Linked DNA regions of Mus musculus: all the other regions are linked to region 1. A link is a contact called in public HiChIP or PLAC-seq and promoter capture Hi-C data. All regions are on one chromosome and are shown on one strand. Each heading gives the region's core, a stretch centred on a gene start, on an enhancer-like site or on the middle of the called end of the contact. The rest is flanking DNA. Distances are from core to core; before and after follow the strand shown.

What was found. Promoter capture Hi-C pulls out the DNA fragments that hold promoters and counts their contacts. HiChIP or PLAC-seq counts read pairs in DNA pulled down with a chosen protein or histone mark.
Region 2: a contact with region 1 is called in a promoter capture Hi-C map of pre-B cells, with 6 times the contacts expected there. The contact joins the promoter of Bub1b here to the promoter of Rmdn3 in region 1. A contact is called at or near these places in 10 of 39 promoter capture datasets (the 3T3-L1 cell line, 3T3-L1-derived adipocytes, the C10 cell line and 6 more).
Region 3: a contact with region 1 is called in an HNF4G HiChIP or PLAC-seq map of pancreatic cancer cells. The contact joins the promoter of Srp14 here to the promoter of Rmdn3 in region 1. A contact is called at or near these places in 3 of 39 promoter capture datasets (3T3-L1-derived adipocytes, liver and pre-B cells), 1 of 115 datasets of contacts at active chromatin or transcription factors (pancreatic cancer cells) and 1 of 9 other capture datasets (liver).
Region 4: a promoter capture Hi-C map of pre-B cells shows a contact between it and region 1, with 2.6 times the contacts expected there. The contact joins the promoter of Bmf here to the promoter of Rmdn3 in region 1. A contact is called at or near these places in 1 of 39 promoter capture datasets (pre-B cells), 1 of 484 Hi-C or Micro-C datasets (B cells) and 1 of 9 other capture datasets (adipose tissue).
Region 5: a contact with region 1 is called in a promoter capture Hi-C map of pre-B cells, with 4 times the contacts expected there. The contact joins the promoter of Eif2ak4 here to the promoter of Rmdn3 in region 1. A contact is called at or near these places in 6 of 39 promoter capture datasets (the 3T3-L1 cell line, 3T3-L1-derived adipocytes, hippocampal neurons and 2 more).

What each region holds. Positions count from the first base shown.
Region 1 is chr2:119,155,696-119,158,395 of GRCm38.p6, forward strand. Rmdn3 (regulator of microtubule dynamics 3) reads right to left here and starts at 1,339. Exons shown (of 13, transcript NM_001033136.3): 1 at 1,212-1,339; 2 at 663-856. The coding sequence starts at 849.
Region 2 is chr2:118,596,942-118,599,641 of GRCm38.p6, forward strand. Bub1b (BUB1B, mitotic checkpoint serine/threonine kinase) reads left to right here and starts at 1,270. Exons shown (of 23, transcript NM_009773.3): 1 at 1,270-1,520. The coding sequence starts at 1,507.
Region 3 is chr2:118,478,393-118,481,092 of GRCm38.p6, forward strand. Srp14 (signal recognition particle 14) reads right to left here and starts at 1,304. Exons shown (of 5, transcript NM_009273.4): 1 at 1,199-1,304; 2 at 986-1,058; 3 at 529-641. The coding sequence starts at 1,222.
Region 4 is chr2:118,548,386-118,551,085 of GRCm38.p6, forward strand. It overlaps Bmf (BCL2 modifying factor), which reads right to left and starts at 1,301. Exons shown (of 5, transcript NM_138313.4): 1 at 1,155-1,301; 2 at 656-785. The coding sequence starts at 1,277.
Region 5 is chr2:118,387,258-118,389,957 of GRCm38.p6, forward strand. It overlaps Eif2ak4 (eukaryotic translation initiation factor 2 alpha kinase 4), which reads left to right and starts at 1,360. Exons shown (of 39, transcript NM_013719.3): 1 at 1,360-1,595. The coding sequence starts at 1,452.

The sequences.
Region 1 (2,700 bases), core at 89-2,588:
CACGGAACGAGGGGGGCTACACGAGCCTCTGTCACCCAAATAAGGGGAGCGATTCAAAGCCCCAGCTGCTCTGCTTAAATGACTTAACCTGAAGACTTTTTACAAAACGAAATCCATTTCATCTGTCACTGCTGGCTTTCAACCATTTGGCTTGAGTTGCATGAATGTGCTCTCAGCCTGTGCTGTGGAAAGTCCACTGGACCAGACGACTGGGTCCAGCTTTACCTCTTACTCTGTAACAACCTCGAGAAAGTTACACAATCCCTATGAATCTTTCTTCATAAAAGGGATTTTTCAAACTTGGATTACTCTCCAAACACGACTTCATATCTGGATACATATATTCACGCCACCAGAACTTTTAATTCCAATGAGATTATTTCTTTTTCCTTCTTTCAGACTCTTCCTCTGTCAAACACACCCCTCACCCAGCACTTCTCAAATGCCCTCCGTACACATTCATGGGCGCGACCAGAACTAAAAGTGAAAGCTACAGTCCTGCACCAAGCTTTCCTGGAATCGGAGGAAAGGGCACAGCTTTCCTTTTTGGTGAGTTTTTCCTAAAACTGTGAAACTCAGCCTTTCCACTGCCCCGCCATCCTGCTCTGCGAAAGACAGCCCGAGCCCCAGTGCCATCAGTAAGTTATGACCTGTGCTCTTACCCTGGCGTCCACGCTCTGAAGCCTGCGCATAGTCCAGGGAGTTGGGCAGACTGTGACTCCGGCCATGGCGCTGGGTCCGTTTCCATCGCTGGCTGTAAAGGACGCACAGGAATCCAAGGCCGGCGGCAGTACCAAGTAACAGTCCCAACCCGGCGCGGGAGCCGCCCAGGGCCCCCAGTCTAGACATAGTGTACCTGCAGCCCGCGTAAGAAACAGGAGCGAACCGAGAGAGAGTCATGAGGCCGGCCCTCCACCCCCGAGGCAGAACCCGTTAGCCACGGCCTCACCCAGGTCCGGCCGGACGGTGCCGCAGCCCCCGGCTCACCCAGGTCCAGCCCGCGGGTGCCGCAGCCCCCGGCGCAGACGGACGCCCTGCCAAGAGGCAGCAGCGCCGGTCCAACGCGCCCCTGCCCAGTGCAGTCCGGCTTCCGCGCCCCTGGCCTCCCAACACCCTGTACGTGACAACCTCGCAGCCGGCTGCACACTCTCGGCCTTCCGGCGCCCCCCGAAGCCACGCTGGGCCCGCAGGAGACCAACTCAGACCCTTACCCAGCCACCAGCCACCATGGCAGCAGCAGGCACCGCGCTTTCACTCTGTCAATGATTTTGACGTCCTTAATCCGCGCCACCTGCTCCGCGCACGGTGAGACGCGCGTGGAGATGACGCACGAGGCTCTGCCTCCCACCCGGGTTCTGTGGGCGGGGCTACATCGGCGAATGGACGCTGTGCGGTTACCGGGGCCGCGAAGGTGGGTTGGGCTGTCTAGTGTCCGAGCCTCTGGGTGGACTTTACCCGGTGCTACGGCCAGAATGTGCTCCGCAAATCTCACGCTGCTTATACCTGGAAGATGCCACCACCCCCACCTCTTCTTAACACTGGCTTTATTTTCAGCTGAGTCGTTTACCGATTTTTCCAGTCAAACCCCAAACAACAGCGCCACTGCTAGATGAAATTGGAGTAAGTTGTTGGTTATCGATAAGATGTCCCTACATCGCTGGGACTCCTACAAGTTTTCAAAAATCCTCTTCAAGCCAGGGCCCCTGGACCAGGAGGATCATTGCGAGTTCGAATCTAATCAGGACTGTATAGTCTACAGAGCAAGCTTCAGGACAGCCAGGGCTCCACAGAGAAACTGGGTCTGATACATACCATTTCTGCTATCTTTGCTTTGTATGTTGCTGCTTTATTAAGTCAGGGGATCACTATATAGCCCAGACTGGCAAGTGCTGTGCCACTGAACCACATCATCAAACTTTTTTTTTTTTATTTTGAGGAGGGGGGACTTTTAAATTTTGAGACCAGACCTCAAGTTGCTGAAGTTAGCTTTGAATTCGCTCTGTAGCACAGAGAGACCTCGATCTTGTGAGCCTTCTGAACCCCAACTCTGCCAAAAGCTGGGATATGGTCTTTGTCATAAAGCCAAGCTTTGGCGTCTCTGGCCTTCTGCTTTGGCCTTCCAAATTCAAGACTACAGATTTGTCTGCCTCCAAATGTATTCATATATAAATGAATATAATATAAAGTATCTCACCATTTTAAGATAGACACAGGTTTTAGAGGACTTAGATAATCCCACTGTCTCTTTTTTTTTCAAAGATTTATTTATTTATTTTATGTATATGAGTACACTCTAGATGTCTTCAGACAGCACCAGAAGAGGGGATCAAAATCCATCACAGATGGTTGTGGTGAGCCACCATGTGGTTGCTGGGTATTGAACTCAGGACATCTGGAAAAGCAGTCAGTGCTCTTAACCACTGAGCCATCTCTCCAGCCCTCCACTGTCTTTTTTGTTTCTTGGTTTGAGTTTTTGTTTTGGGTTGGTTGGTTTGTTTGTTGAGATGGGGTTTTTCTGTATGGTGCTGGCTGCTTTAGAACTAACTCTCTCTCTCTCTCTCTCTCTCTCTCTCTCTCTCTCTCTCTCTCTAAGATTTATTTATTTATTATATGTAAGTACACTGTAGCTGTCCTCAGCTACTCCAGAAGAGGGCATCAGATTTCATTATGGATGGTTGTGAGCCACCATGTGGTTGCTGG
Region 2 (2,700 bases), core at 20-2,519, 560 kb before region 1:
GAGAGTGTAGTACAGGATACAGCAGTCCTGGAGAGCAGTGCAGTATTGTTGCGAGGGAGAGTAGAGCAGCACGGGAGGGAGAGGGAGGCAGGTTGAAAAGAGAACAAGCTGGACACAGGTAAAGACAGAATGAGCAAGAGATTGAGAAAGAGCCAGAAGATTAGGAAATAGAAAAGACTGCTAGAGTGAGTTTGAGGCCAAGCAGAGCAATTCAGGGGCTGGGAGAGAAGCCAGATTGAGTCAGTCAGCTGGGAGAGGAGTTTGAGCCAGAACAGCTGAGTTGAACCAGCCAGGTAGACTTCAGAAAGAACAAGAAAGGGTGAGCTTATTCAACAAAATTGAGAGGCTGACCTAGATTAGATCTTATGGAGGCTAGAATTTTCTAGGAGTGGATCTAGGTCAGCAGATGGAGGCAGTAAGCCCCTCAGACAACAATCACAACAGGAGAATAAAAGTTATTTTTATAGCCTGATCTACAGAGCGAGTTCCAGGATAGCCAAGGCTACACAGAGAACCCTTGTTTTGAAAAACAAAAACAAACAAAAAACAAAAGCAAACTTTTTATTGTGAAGTAAAGTTGCCCTGGATGGTCTTGAAGTCTTGGTCCTCACATCTCAGTCTCCAGAGTAGCTGAACTATAGGCCTGCATTACCAAGCCTTTAGCTCCAGTGAGACAGGCAAAGCGCTTACCCTGTTTGTATTCTGTGTTAGATCGTAGTTTACAGGACATCTGGTAGGCTGCATGAGAGAACAAATGGTACACTTCCAAGAGAATTTAAAGGAAGTTGGTCAAAGTTGAGAAGTTGTAGAGGTCAAAGGGCTTGCTGGGGAAAGGAAGTGCAGTGCTAAACCAGGTCTTGTGTAAAAGAGAAAAACGAGAACACAGTCTTTCCACAGGAAACAGCTGGGTGAGAGTGGCCTAAGGATCCCTGGACAGGTGTTAAGACCTGGGGCTCAGACAAGACCTAGGCGTAGCACAGTTAATTGTTCGGAGCAACCCAGAAGAGTAATGTACTCAAAGACACGTTATGAAACTGAAACCATCAAAGAACCTCTTGTTAATAAAGTGTCTCTCCCTGGGTTCGAAGGCTTGTCTTAGAAAGGAAACACAGAGCAAACTCGAAGTGCCTGAGCACGCTGCAGTGCTAGGACAACCATTGGTCCTTGCACCTCAAACCTGAAACTACAACTCCCATTGTGCATTGCGCAGCGCGTGCTTAAACCCGGGATACACTACAATCCCCAGAATGCTTTGGGAGGAGCGGGAGCGGGGAGCGGCGAGGCTACGTCTGCGTCAAGAGACGTTAAATTTGAAACTTGGCGGCCCGTGCGTGATGGGGGCGTGAGGAGGCTATTCTGAGAAGGAATCGGGTGCGTGGTTTTGTTTAGGAGCACGGGGTGACGATCTTCGCAGCTCCAGAGCCAGCTGAAGGTTGAGGGAGACTCAGTTAGCACTCGGAGGATAAAGGTCTGCGGAAGGGCGAGAGCAAGTATTGGGAATGCAGGATGGCGGAGGCGAGGTAAGGACCGGACGCAAATTGCTGCCGCTGGGTGCTCGGCTGGCGAGGGGAGGATCGAGGAGGTCGGCCAAGAGCAGGTCTCCCCAAACCCCCTTCCCAACGGCGTGGAGCCCTGCATCCAGCCAGGGGGCAAGACTGGGAGAGTTTGGAATTTGCCATATGATCTGGTTCTGAAACTCACCTCAGCCGTTTTTATTTGACCTTGAACATGTTTACGGAGGGGTGGGGGCACGCAGATATTAATGCTGCTTTATGGAGTTCTGGGAGGATTCAAGATGTTTGTAAAGTACCTGCTTTCAACTAATAAGTGTTCTCACTTTGCTAGCAGCTTAGGGATCTGAAGAGCAGAGCACTTGCAGCTTTTCCTCATCATAAAATATAGAGGGTTTTTCTAGGTTAGAATTTAAGATGCATTTCAATTATGGAACTTATAATAACTGGGTAATTGCTGTCATAAGCTGTCATTCATGGAAGAGAATTTATCGACTACCATTTTGAGCACTGAAGGCGAACAGTAAAAGACACAAAATCCCAACCTTTGTGAAGCTTAAGTTCTGGGGAGGAATGAATCGGGGTGTGTGTCGCGGATGGGCAATAAGACATGTTTAACATCAGATAGAATCAGTATTAACAAGTGTAAAGCAAGAGAAGACGGCATTGGAGGTAGAACTAGTGTGGTTTCAGAAGGGTTTGGACATGTAACTCAGGAAGGGCACTTGTTCAAGGTACATAAGGCCTTAGTTCATTACCCAGCAATGAGGCTTGGGGGTGGGGGAGTCGGGGCAGAGGGAGATTTGAACAGAGGCCTCCCTGATGAGATGGCACTTGGGTCTGAACTAGAAGGAACTAGTCACGGACAGGTGAGATGGCTCTGTGGATAGAGATAATTGCTAACCAAGACTGAGGACCTGTTTGGTCACCCCTCCCCCACCCCCGAAACCCCATGGTGGAAGGAGAGAAACAACTCTAAGGTTGTGGCCTGACTTACACACACACACACACACACACACACACACACACACGGCGGGGGGGGGGGGTGAGAATAAATACATTTTTGTTTTGTTTTGTTTTTTGTTTTTTTCGAGACAGGGTTTCCCCTTATAGCCCCGGCTGTCCTGGAACTCACTATGTAGACCAGGCTAACCTCGAACTCAGAAATCCGCCTGCCTCTGCCTCCTGA
Region 3 (2,700 bases), core at 54-2,553, 680 kb before region 1:
AGAGGCGACCTAAGGAACCTCAGTTACCCGAGACCTTATCCCAACCAAACAACCCACCCCCTCCACCAAAAAGAAGCAGAAGTAGATCCTGATCCCACAACAGCCTGGGAGTGACAGGCCAAAATGACAGGGAAGGGGGACCCGGACCTAATCCTGACATGCCCCTCCTCCCTCGGGGTGGGGGTGAGGCTCAACCCAGAGCGATGACTTAGCGGGATGAAGACCCTGGCTTGGGTCACATCTCCAACTTCACAAAAACCATCACTGTCATCTGTCTCAGTTGATGAGACACTCCTGTGACACCAGCACGGGCTGAAGCGCCTGGTGTGAGCTTCCTAAATCACAAGTTCAAAGTCAGCCTGAGTAGACTGCAAGACACTATTTTAATTTTTTTTAAATGTGTTCCCCTAGCTAGCACTGAGATAGGTTGCTCCTGTACCTTGGCTACTTGAGAGAAAACTGACTTTTTCTGAGTCGGCCAGGCCAACTCAAAAGAAAGCAGAGCCTTAAGAAAGGCCTCCAGCTCACCACGGTGCTGATCTTCCTTTTCCCATCCGTGGCTCTCAACAGACACTTGTTTTCTGCGGGCTCGAGGCCCTCCACAGAACTCTTCCTCGGGATAGGTTTGGTGCGACCGTCATCTGTGTTTAAGAAAAAAAAAAGTCCACCCAGGTAAACACCACCACAGGCGTTGCTTCTGGGTCCAAAGTGATGATCGTAAGGAAGGGTCCGCCATCACTCAGGATACAGCCAAAACTAGGAGCAACGACTCGCTCGATAAACACTGGGACCCCGAGGCATATTCTTCCTCACTAACGGAGCGGGGGCCGGGCTGCCTGACAACGGGCGTCGGACACACTTGGGGCCCCACTGTCACGGTGAGTGGGTGGCCGGCGCCGCACCGGCCACGAGCCCCGGAGGTGGCCGGTGCGGACAGGCCGGGGGCCGGGCTGTCCCCTCCCAGGCGGCCCCGGAGATTGCTTACATTTCTTGAGGGTGATGAACACGCTGCCCGACGAGCGGCACTTCTGGAAGAGCCTGGTCAGCTCCGTCAGGAACTGCAACACAACACGCCCCGTTAGGCAGCCTCCGCTCCTCGCCCCGCCGCCTCACGGCCCCGGCCCGCCCGCAAAGGGAGAACCGCGACCCGAGCTGACCCCACTCGCTCGAGTCCCGGGCCCTCCGGGGCCGCCGGTACCTGCTCGCTCTCGAGCAACACCATCCTGGGCTCCGCAGGTCCGACGCCGTCAGCAGAAGCCTCCAGCGGTTACAGCCGGAAAACTCGCTCGCGCTGGGCGGGACTTCCGCTTTAGTTGCACGTCTTCCGTCAATCCTCGCTTCGCTCGGGTTGCCTTGCGCCTGCGCGCTCGGCGCCTCCTCCCGCGTCTATCCAGGATGAGGAGTGACGCTTGCTTTCGGTGGTTGGACTGCGTTGTCAAGCTACACCGTAGGCTGTAGGAGGGAATGAGAGCAAAAGAAAGACTGGATAGACATATGCAAGTCACCCAAGAGTCCACTGACTCACTTTCCCCATTTTTTACACAATGATCTGGTTTCTCAGAACTTGCTGATGAAGATGAAGATGTGAGGTGTTTTTATAGATGCATTGTTTACATTTAGGAATAAGTGGCCAAGGAGCTCCAAGTTAAACTCAAAGCCGAAAGCTAAAACAGCAGAGTTCGCTGTTTCAGTATCTTTGTTTGAGGTATCTTTAGACAAAGAGTACTTGCTCTGAAGGCACTGTTGATCTATCTCATCGGCAGTGCTGAAGTCAGCAGGAAGCACAGGCTAGACCCCAGAAAAAGGTGCTTTTTTTTTTGTTTTGTTTTTTTTTTTTTGTTTCCAGGGTCCATAGTTTTTTCTTTCTATCCTACTTCAGAGGGTGGGAAAATATGTGAAAGTGATTGGAGAAGGAGCCGGGGATCACACGGGGCCTTTGCCACCGTTAGCAGGGCCCATAGCCACAGAAGGCTCAGATGTTGTTCCTGGTAGAAAGAGGGGAGTGGGGAGGGAGTGGCTCATCGGTGGAGTGTGAGTATCTGGATTTAAGATGTTTAAAAATCTTAAATTCAGACAAGAATGATGGCCCATGACTTTAATCTCAGCACTCAGGAGGCAGAGACAGGCAGAGGATCTCTGAGTTCAAGGCCAGCCTAAAGTGGAAACTTCTGGTTTCTTTGGTAAATCGGTTATATCAAAGAACATTTCGCTGAAGCAGACACAGGTAAAAGGATGTTTAGAAAGAATGAGAGATGAAGGATTCTTCGATAACAACATGCATGCATTGGTTCACCTTACATTGAGTAGCTGAGCTCCGTTTGTCATGACCCCATAGAGAGAAATGCACACACACACACACACACACACACACACAAAAACTTCTGGTGATATGCTGCAGTTTCTTGCCACTTCCTCGGACTCCAGCCAATTGGCAGAGTGATGTCAGCTGATACAGACTCATGGAGTTTTGCTAAGTCAGACTGAGGCAAGACCCTTAGAGGACACGTGATGTTTGGAGGGAGTATAAATAGGACTCAATGGACAGTGATGGGGGCTTGCATAGTTAGTTTTGGAGTGCTTCTCGGTCTTGCGTCTTCAATGATCTTCACGTCATTCAGAGAGACATGGCAGAGAACTTCTCCTGGCTTAATTGCTCCTGCTGGTTTTGGTGGAGGCCTGGCAGTTTCTGCTAGGTCATGC
Region 4 (2,700 bases), core at 51-2,550, 610 kb before region 1:
TTGTTCCGATAGGAAAGGGGTAACTCCAGCGTAAAGTTTCCAGATGAAAGGACCAAGAGATGTCACCTAGCAGTGCTTCTTCTGTCCTTCAACCTCTTCTTTGCAGTGTGGCTATCCCAACCAAAGTAGGGACTCTCCAGAGCCAATCACAAGCAGGAGTCATTGTCTTGGTGTTTCTTTTGAAGCCTATCACTCCCCTCCCCCTCCCAGCAAAGCCCCAAAGTTCAACCCTTGCCTAGACTGGACAGTGGGGGAGGTGCAGCCAGAGGGTGTGGCTCTGAAAACGCGGAGGACCCCCCCCCACTTTGCACAAGAACTGCAGGTGGCTCTCCAGTTAGTGTGAACCTCGGAGGGGCTCTGGGCAAAGTCAAAAGTAAACTGGGGAAGAGTGGAGACCCTCAGCTTCCCTGAGCTAAAGTGGTAAAGTCCAGACTGATAGGAAGAGGGCACTTCCTGAGAGCACCGCCAGGGAATGCTTTATTCCTAGCAAAGGTCTTAAAGTCCGCTGGAGCCATCGCAGAACTTCGGCGATCCAACTAGGATGCTCAATATAAACTCCTCCTCTTAGGAGTTAGCACTAGCCAGATACCTTGAACTCAATAGTGGCTAAGATCTCAGGACACACGCGCACGCACATGCACACACGCACACACACCTGGGTGACTCCAGGACAGCGTCTCAGCCTCCGAGTTGTGATGCCAGGGCTCTGCGCCAGGGTCCAGGGTGAAGAACACTCGGGGGGCTTGGTGCCCACACTCGATTGGGAAGAAGGGGGCAAACTCCAGCTGTTAAGAAGAGGAGCCTTCAGACTCCGCAGGGAGGCAAAATGCACCACAACTTACGGCCCCACCCCACAGTTACACCCGGAGGCCAGAGCGTCCGGGAGCTTGGCAGTGGACCCCAGGATCATTTGCTCACCTACTTTTAACTCCGAATTCCAAATGCTTCCCGAAAGCCCCTCTTGGAGCAGCAACCACAAATTTGTGCTCTGCACCTCGTTCCCACATCCCTGCACCCCAACTCCCCGTGGTCACCCCAGATGCCCGCAGTCCAAACCCTTCCCCGGGCCCCCACGCGCTGCGCGACTCCGCTCCCCACTTCCCGGAGGAGGTACGATCCAACTCCGCCTAGCCCCCCGCCGCCCGGGCGCTCACCGGGCTGCGGTGGGAGGCGGTGGCGCGGGCTGCGGCAGCGACTGCTGCAGGCGCGAGCTGGCGCGGGAGGAGGCCACGGCACACCGCGCGGTATTGTTTCCAAAATACGCCCGCTCCGGGCATCCCGCAAACAGCTGATGAGGCCCCGCCCCTCTTTGCGTCACTCCAACCACTGACCAATGGCAAGTGGAGGTCCAAGTCTCAAGCTGGGCAGCTGCCAGGGACAATCACCAATGTACAAACCTTCCCTTGGAAACATTATAAGGGGCCGGGCGCATTTCTGACCTCCGTCAGAAGCGCAATTGGAGCGCTGTAGAGGGTGAGGATTCGGTTCCTAATGCAAGCCCCAGAAACGACAGAGAGTCCCTAGGTTTTCTACTAGGTAGTGGGGGGACAAGACGCCTAAGTGACTTTTGTCTACTTGGAAATGGGCTGAGTTATTGCAGGACTTCCAAAAAGCCGGCTCAGGAGGAGACTGGGAGTTTTCAGACGCGCCTTGTAATATATAGCGGAAAAAAAAAAAAACCGAGCTGCTGGTCCCTAATAAAAAAAAAGCAAAACAAATAAAAAACCAAAACAAAAAACTGCCCTCTTTCCTGTTGGGCGTGTCTGAGGAAAGCTGGAGGAGAACACGTGTGTCTGCATCTAGAACCAAATGACATTCGGATCCATCAAGTGCAAAGAAAGGCCATGTCCTCTCTTCTAGACTGTGGAAGATCACTGTTGAAAAAAGGACTCTAGCAGAGGGGAAATCAAAGGGGTAGCTCGGACAGCCCTATCTATGGCAGCAGCAGAAGGCTGTTCTTGGACTGCTAAGAAAGCAAAACGCATCTCGTGTACTATGGCCAATCTAGGGATGACTCCACATTTTTTTGAACACCTACTATGTGCCAGGTCCTGGTCTAAGTGCTAGACTTCTGGTGCCTGACCTCAATGAACCGATACTTCACATGTGAATGATGGAAACCAGCTTGAATGGTGCTATTTTAGGGATAATAAGCAAAGATTTTTGAGTCGGGCCTTGAAGAATGGGGAATATTTCACTAAATAAAAACCAAATAAAACAGTCCTGACCCAGAGAGGTCAGGGAGCTAGAATAAAGTACTTAACATGTCTGGAAAGCAAGATCAGCTGCACGCCCCCCCCGTCCCCCCTCCCCCCCATCAAGCTCTCTGGCATCTTCACTATGATTTAGGATGTGAGGGTATGGGCAGGTAGATTCAGGTCAGATTGCAGAGGTGCCCCCTGGAATACCAGGCTGAGGAGTCTGTATTTTTTAAAAGTAATTTGTTAATTTTTATTTTATGTGCGTTAGTGTTTCGCCTGTATGTATGTCTTTGTGACAGCGTGTCATCCGGAACCAGAGTTACAGACAGCTATGAACTGCCGTGTGAGTTCTTGGAATTGAACCTGGGTCCTCTGGAAGAGCAACCAGTGCTTTTAACCACTGAGCCATCTCTTCAGCCCCAAGGAATTACTTTATAGAGGACTGGTAGCAAAGATTTTACAGAAGATGAATTTTGGGGAAAACTGAGTGGGGAGGCAG
Region 5 (2,700 bases), core at 110-2,609, 770 kb before region 1:
TGAAGACGGCCGAATAGAGAGCCAGTGAAGAGGTGGTAAAAATGGGCTGCAGCTTAGGGGGAAACTGAGGACATGATGACAGTTTGAATGTGAGAGCTGAAAAAAAAAAAAAAAAGGCAGCACTCAACAAATATCTTCACTGTTTGTTGAGTTCTGCCATGTATCCAGGCAGGGGTCCCTGGAAACAGAACAGGTCTCCAGCTGAAGGAGGGAGGAGGTGGTTTCTAAAAGGCCTTTGTGTTACCTTGTCTGATCAGAGTGGTCTGAAGGTGAGATGCCTAAGTCAACATTACTAAGTGAACAAGATAGATGCAAACAAGATTGACAGAGACATGTCACCTAACCTAACTCGAGGCATGATAGTGCATTTTTTTTCTGAATTAAGCTACAGCAGGTAGACAACAAAGCAATAGCAATGTCTGAATAGATAGGTTACTTATATGCGTGAAAAAAAAATATGGTCAAATAGGGATGGTGGCACAGTCTCATGATCCTAGCGCTGAGAGGATAAAGTAGGAAGATTACTATGAATTCAAGGCCAGACCATGCTGCAGAGGGAGACCCTGACTCATATGGACACAAATACATCCCTTAAGTATGTAAAGTAGGGTGCAACATTTTACATGAATGTGAATGCTCAAATTTACATTAAATGAACTGGTCGGATAATTCTCTTTGTGGGATTTGAAAATGCAAGGAGAGAATTTCAGAGAGTCCAGAGAGCATGCATGAGACATTTAATTAATGATTCAAGGGTAACGAATGTGGGAAACAGGGTTTACGGTTTTTTCCTCCCAGTAGTCTCATTCTGGGAAGGTCAGGTAAGATAAACGATTTAACTCATGACTGCGCTCTAAAATTTTCCTCTCTCTAGCCAGGCAGGGTGAAGGAGTTCCAGCGCCTGTTTCTGCTACATACTTGTTTTGTGAAAACTAATATGTGTTGTCACTTTGACCTAAGAGACTGGCTCTCCAAAGTGTGTTGGCAATTCCTGACTCAATTTCTCCCCTCAGGAAGAAGGCAAAGCTTTCCCCTACTCTTGTTTTATTAGAAGTCTTGGGCCATGAGAAGTTGGAGCAAAACCCCGCCCACTGGCCTTCTCCGGAGTGGGCCAAACGAGTCAGCCGCGGAGAACCCCGCCTTCAGACCCGCCTCCTGGCCTAGGCTCCGCCCAAGGCCCTCTCACCTGCTCAGAGTCACGCCCCTAGGTCGGTCTTCAGCTCGAGACTCCGCCCCCAGGTTCGTCTCCCGCTGGAGATCCTGTCTTTAAAGCGCCTCCCCAGAGCAGAGCCACACCCCCTAGACCTGTCATCAGCTCGAGGCCCCTCCCCCAGACCCGACTCCGACTCGAGGCCCCGCCCTCAGTTCGGTCACGGCGCGGGCTGGAGCTCCCCTACCCACCCCAGAATCACCGCTACCTCGCCTAGGCCGCTGCGCCTGCCCCGGCCGCCATGGCTGGGGGCCGCGGGGCCTCTGGACGCGGCCGGGCTGAGCCACAGGAGAGCTATTCGCAGCGACAGGACCACGAGCTGCAGGCCCTGGAGGCCATTTACGGCTCGGACTTCCAGGATCTGCGGCCGGATGCGCGCGGACGGGTAGGAACGTGGTTGGTCTGGCCCGGTGTTCTCCAGTCTAGGAACCCAGCCAGACGCCTCCAGTCTGGGGCGACCACTTAGATCCTAAAGGCTTTTCATATTGCAGTTCCACTACCCTCACTTTCTGCCTCTGCGCCGCCACTGGTCTTGAGAAGGCAGCACCTGGCCTGAATTCTCTTTTTTCCCCGGTCGGGCTCCTCTCTCTGCTGTGCTTCTTATTCCCACTGACGTCCCCTAACCACCCTTCGTCCTTCCAACCATTCTTCCCCACACTGACTCGCCCCAGGCCTCGAGGTGGGTTGTGACTGCACATTCATAGTCACTCATTGCTACTTTGTGCTGGGGATGCTTAGGGGGCGTGGGTCCAGGTCTTGTGCTCTCAGCAAACAAACTCCCAGGTCACACTGTGTAAATCCCGTTTCCTGTGTGGAAGAACTTTTTGTACCTTCCTCCGAGACTTTTGAGGAATAGGTATAGAACATGTTTATTGTCGCTGTAATGCAGTGTTTACCGAGTTCTATTTAAAACATCACTTTCCTTTTTTGTGTGGAAGTTAAGCTGAGGGCAGTGACAGTCTCTCCCTATCCTTGAATAGTGTATCTGCCGAACTAAAATGTTCCTGAAGTTTGAAAGTACTTCTTTCCTCCATCTGCCTTACTTCTTTAACTCACAATGTCTGTCTTTTCTCTATATCTAGTATTTCTTTAGGAAAAGGCTTTACTTAAGCTGTCAGGGCCAAGATTCTCCCACTAAACCAATATACTTTTTAATTTAATGATTTAGACGCTAGGAACACAGTCATGGGTAAAACATGCACAAAACCCCTGCTGCCGGCGGGAAGCTTACTTTTTTAGGCCTTATTTGTAACTTTACATACAGTTATACATGCTTCTTGTAAATAGTAAGATAACCTACAGGTCATCTGGCAACTTCTCTGTTTCCAGGGAACCAGGAAGTAGGGCCTAGGCCACCAGAATAGTGTTACAGAATGTGCAGGGGACTCAGGGAGACCCAGCTGGCTTTTTTTTTTTTTTTTTTTTTTTTTAGTTTTTTTAGTTTTATGTTCCCAAGGTGCAGGAAAATGGAAGGAAAACCATCAGCCACT